Linked DNA regions of Mus musculus: region 2 is linked to region 1. A link is a contact called in public ChIA-PET data. All regions are on one chromosome and are shown on one strand. The core of a region is the stretch at or near the end of the contact, and the rest is flanking DNA. Distances in the headings are between cores, read along the strand shown. Region 1 has its middle 7.9 kb from the start of Gm52815. Region 2 overlaps Fam114a1 (family with sequence similarity 114, member A1).

The links. ChIA-PET counts read pairs in DNA pulled down with a chosen protein or histone mark.
Region 2: an RNA polymerase II ChIA-PET map of memory CD8 T cells shows a contact between it and region 1, with 96 read pairs. The contact joins two enhancer-like sites. A contact is called at or near these places in 1 of 484 Hi-C or Micro-C datasets (embryonic stem cells), 1 of 115 datasets of contacts at active chromatin or transcription factors (memory CD8 T cells) and 1 of 9 other capture datasets (embryonic stem cells).

What each region holds. Positions count from the first base shown.
Region 1 is chr5:64,486,474-64,489,173 of GRCm38.p6, forward strand. No RefSeq gene overlaps it. Among named protein-coding and RNA genes, the nearest start is that of Gm52815, 7.9 kb to the right of the region's middle. Within about 2 kb of position 1,443, at least 114 of the 459 cell types and tissues checked have an H3K27ac peak or open chromatin away from gene starts, as enhancers often do. A contact at or near this core is called in memory CD8 T cells, where this site is marked.
Region 2 is chr5:64,988,880-64,991,579 of GRCm38.p6, forward strand. All of the region lies in intron 2 of Fam114a1 (family with sequence similarity 114, member A1), which reads left to right. Among named protein-coding and RNA genes, the nearest start is that of Mir574, 20 kb to the left of the region's middle. Within about 2 kb of position 1,297, at least 43 of the 459 cell types and tissues checked have an H3K27ac peak or open chromatin away from gene starts, as enhancers often do. A contact at or near this core is called in memory CD8 T cells, where this site is marked.

The DNA.
Region 1 (2,700 bases), core at 193-2,692:
GTGAAACTTGAAGCTTTTTTTTTTTAAAGATTAAAGCGAACAAACTTTTACCTAGATTAGTAAGAGGGAAGAGTCAAATAAGCAATTGACATCATAAAATGAAGAAGACGTCACAGTTAGTACTGCAGAATCACAAAGCCTAAGAGACTGGGGTGAGCAGGATCTTCAACAAGCCGAACAACCTAGAAGAGATGGACAGGTTCCTCAGAACGACAGCCTAACAGGATGGAGCCACAGACAGAGACTGACGGATTAGTAACCAGTGTGGAGATGGAAGTATCTCCAGGACCTCACCCCGGCTTCCCAATGGTTCCCTGGTTCTTGTGATCTCAACTGACCTATTGTAGATGCTATAGGTAAGGTTTATTACAGAGTAATTGGAAACACTCTCACAGAGTGAGACTAGACAATGGCCAGAGAGACCATTACAAGGAGCTACACATTTAGTGTGACTCATAGCACTTTCTGAAGTCTCTGGGGGCAGAGAGCTTTCCCAAGGGGCATTTTCCTGCTTGAGTGACTGACAGGCCTATCTAGATGAATTCTTCAAGAGGAAGACAGTAACAAGTCTTTGTTCCTTACCAAAAGGCCTCCAGCAATCTTGGGATCTTTTTGGGTAGTTCAGACAGTCTCTCTTCCCCATGGCCAAAGATATGACTCTCACCCCATTTTTTTTTTCTGAAATCATGCATCAGCACAGATTAGCAAGAAGTAAAGAAAGAAAACTAAGCAAGTATAAGGAATAACCATGCTTTCTTTAGCAGAAGCAGGAAGGTCTTCCCTGCCTGGACCCCAAGAAAGCATGCTATGTCCCCCTTTCTCACCTATGTCTAATCCATAGTCCCCCGTCGTGGGATCTTAGATCTTGGGGGCAACTTGATATCTTCTCTCCATTTCCACATGCCTAAGAAGGTCAATTATGATGTTTCCCCCCTTTTATAAAACAGAGAGGCAAGATGGCGTCCAAAGCTGATTATGAAGGAGGAGGTTCATCCTCAGCAACCTTCAAGCTTGCTCATTTCTAAGTAGCAAACACTATCAACAATCATGAAGTCTGGAGCTTAGAAGAATGTGGTAATGTGCAGGACTAGAAGGGAGGGAGCCCTGTTTCGAGGTTGCATCCACACTTTTAAACTCTCCTGAAGTCTCTATGATAAGAGGAATCTAACCGAAACGATTGGCTTGCAAACATCTCGGCACTACTAAGTACAACACACACAGGGCCATTCTATCAAAGCCTTGAGTTAGAGGTCCGCTCTGAGAACCATGCTCTGCAGACCATGCTCTGAGGACCACGCCCCGCTGTGAGAAAAACAGAGCCGACCTCACACCTTGGTACCTCCCCGTCTTCAATAGATTAAAAAGGACTGCAGCAAGAGCTTGCAAGCCTCTCTCTCACTTCCTCTCTCTTGCTCAGGAGAACTGTGAGAACTAACTGTTGATCTGAAAGCAACCATGATTTGCTACAGAGGTGCGAGCTTGCACAGAGACCTGTGAAATCCCACAGAACACAGGAAGTGTCTAATTCCGCTGGATCGGGCTGGTGTCAAGGCAGCTGACAGCTTCAGAGCCAAGAGCCTCCAGAATCCTTTTTGGTAAGGAATGTCAGCTACAAGGGGAATCCCTACCTCACCATCTACACAGAGTTCAAAGGAAATGCAGATTTAATCATTTGGTTTCTGTGTGACTTTCAAGTCAAAGTGAAACTAGAATGTGAATATCAGAGCGTGTGAACCTTTTTGGTACGAAGCCTGGGTTCCCCTCTTACTGCTGCGGTGTGTAGAGGATTGTGCAATGTAATAGCAGCATCCAAGATACACAGGGTCTCTGCTTCGACTCTCAAGATGACTGCTGATGCTCGGAGCTGAGCTGCAGAGTGCAGCAGCTCATTGTTTGGGCCAGGAGTGTGCACGTGAAAAATGACTCGCCGCACACTCTGCTTCCATTCTGGTGCTCCGGGAATGGATTGACTTCAAAGAACTCTTTAAAAATTAAAGTTAGGGGGACTGGAGAGATGGCTCACTGGTTGAGATTACTGACCGCTCTTCCAGAGGAGCCAGGTTCAATTCCCAGCACCTATATGGCAGTTCATAACTGTCTGTAACTCCAAGATCTGACACCCTGATGCAGACATACATGCAAACAAAACACCAATGCACATGAAATAAAACTAAACTTAGAATGCCACCTAGCAGTAGTGAAACTAAGTTCAATCCCCAGAGCCATTAAATAAATATAATGCATGTATATGCATATATACATATACATAATCTATTTATAATTTATATTTCTCCATTGGTGAACAAAAGTTAGAATACATGTTCATTGTTAAAAATAAGAAACAGAACACGGGTGATGACCAACCTAAACATCACCAGTGTGGTCTTACACAAATAGGTTCCCTTTTCTTATTTCATTTAGAAACCCACTAAGCAATTGGTGTAATACTCCATTTAGAGCAAGAACACCACAGAGTTGTCTCTGATATCCACATAAATGCTATGACATGCTTGCCTCCCTATATACACACATCATGTATGTGTGTGTGTAAACACATACACACACACACACACACACACACACACACACAGAGAGAGAGAGAGAGAGAGAGAGAGAGAGAGAGAGAGAGAGAGAGATATTAAAAATAAATCTAGTACCAGAACCTGAGTTTGATCCCCCAAACCATGTAAAAAAAAAATC
Region 2 (2,700 bases), core at 47-2,546, 500 kb after region 1:
TTCCACCACATGGCTCCTGGGATCAAACTTAACTCATCAGGATTGGCAGCGGCACCTGTAACCACTCATTCATCCTGCTGGGCTGAAAAAGTTTCCCTTGTGCCTGGCCATGCCAAGACATGAAGACTCTCTTGGATGTATTTAACCATCTACAAATCTTGAAGACCTTTTTTTTTTTTCAGATATTTGGGGATGCTAGTAAAAAGTTTGCTGTGTTCACCAGTTAAAATATATTCCTGCAATTTGGAATGCTAATTAGCCAACCATCAGCTGTTAATGGAGGCAGAGATAATAGGATTGCTTATTACGGCTGCCTCTGGAGCCTGGGTTTCCTAATGAGAATGCCCTGCTGACCTGGACTGTACATATTTTATTGGAATGCTGACAGCTCTCAGATTGTAGCTTAATCTAAGAAGCCTACATAATAGCATACTATGTATGTAAGAGTGTTCTAAAAATAACCGAAGTCATAATACTGAATGCTGACAGTAAGTAAAAATGGAAAGATAGGGCAGCGGCAGTGCTGTGCTTTGGATATAGTTTGAGTTGGCTCCCTAAGGGATGGGGTTAGAAGGTTGGTTCTCAGTGCAGAGATATTGGGAAACTGTACCTCTGGCAAGTAGGGCCCAGTGGGCATTCCTAGGGTTCCTGGGAAAGCTGTCCTCAGAAAGGATTAAGGTGCCTCTTGTGAGACTCTTGAGCTCTCACAAGAATGGGTTGTTAAAAGGATGAGCCTAAGCAAGTAGTTGTTCTCTGGCTTCCTGTTTTGAGATGTAATTCCTTCCTCATGAGCTCCCACTACTGGGACAGCATCCACCTTGAGACCCTCAGCAGAACCAAGCCAGGTCTGGAGCTTGCCTTGAAGTCTCCAGAACTGTGAACTCAGTAAACACTTTTTCCTTATAAAATGTGCCTGCCTCTGATATTTTGTTATAGTAAAGAAGAGTGAACGGGCACCAATGCTATGAAACTAGAGTGCTTTAAATCTAAATCTGTTAAGTTTCAAATCCTACTGAGAGTTCAGGCAATGAAAGCCTAACATGAGTCTGTAGCTTGACAACAAGGAAGTCACTGTGACTTTGATGCAGATGGCTTCATAAGGTGGTGGCGGGAGGACTCTTGCTGTCTTTGATGGAGAGGTGATGACAGGAGTGGGTACAGAAGATCAGCATCATGCTGAAGAGTTGGAGAAGAAACATAATGGAGCATAAAGCTGAGAGGTTTGAGAGAAACCCCTTGTTCCTGTTGAGGTGCTGTGGTGGAGACACTGTGGGCATAGTTAAATGTGAGAAGTCACTGTTGGGAGAAAAAGGAAGCCAAGAGACCTCAAACCAGCCCAGGGTGGGGCAGTGTCAGGTGGTAAGGATAGTGGTAACTAAAAGGATGACACTGTTCCCATGACAACAGAAGAATGAACCCATGGTCCCTTGGCTTGGGTATCCTTCAATTTGGGTTTAGATGGGTTTTGGTGTAAGCTGATGTGTGTATTGTATAAAAAGGAGATCTACTTAGATGCTTAATTTGATTTAAATAGTTAGTGTTTAGTTTATTAAGACTGCAATTTTAAACACTCAATTCTTCATCCCAAAAATCATAATTCTATATATAAGCCTAGCAAAATTGAGCAGCAGTTTTCTAGGGAAATTTGTTTAATATTTGATTCTTTTTTTTCCTATTGACTTGAATGTTTTAATTGTAATATATTCTATTTCCTTTCAAGTGCCTCATCTATAGATTACAAAACCTTGTTGAGTACTTCATAATTGTTATACAAGCTATTAAATATATAAAGTGGGCTTAAAGACCTAAATGTTAATACAGTATTCCTAAATGTGGGCCATTTCAGCTAAAGTCTGTGATGTGATAATTCAGCTGGTCATTGTAAATTGGTTTTCAAACCTTGTGACCCTGTTAACTTTCATAAATATCAGTAGGACAGAAAAGGTCAAATGTGCACAAAAAAGCATTAATAGCGTGGCTTTGGTGCTTTAGCCTTTCCACATTTAAGTTTTAAATCTTCCTAGAGTTGGAAAAGGTTTACTCATGAGGAAAGAAAATTACTTGGAAATAACTGAGGCCATTGCGAGTCTGACCTTCTGACAGAGCAGCAGGCACCCAGGCAGGACACCTGCAGCCTCATTGCTGCATTGAGGATCCTTATGACAGGTTATCTGTGCTGTGAGTTACAGGACTTAAGGAAGACCTGGTCTCGTGGGTCTAATGACAGGCATCCCCGGTATGAGATCTACACGGTACCTGATTCCTCATCTCTCCTGGGGATGGGACTTCCAGATTGGTCTTTGATCTTAACACAGAAATATATATATATATATTTCCACCTACATGTGAATGGTCCTTGTGTTTGACAGACCCCTCTAGATATTTACCTTGTACCTATAGTTTTGAACTGGTTCGCCTAAATTAAATAGTTTATTTTCCCAGAGCTCTGACTCAGGGTCTCACACAAACTAGGCAGATGCTTTGTGACAGAGCCACACTCCAGCCTCAGTAAATGATGTGGTCATTTGGGTGGTGGTGATGGTAGTGTTAGGAGTGGAACTTGGGCCTTACTCAAACCAGGAGAATGCTGTACCACTAAGTCACAGGACCAACCTAAAAAGTATTTTCTATTTGATATTAGGTGGGATACTAGACATTTAGATGTCTTCTCTATTTAAGGAACTTTGAACTTGATGGAAT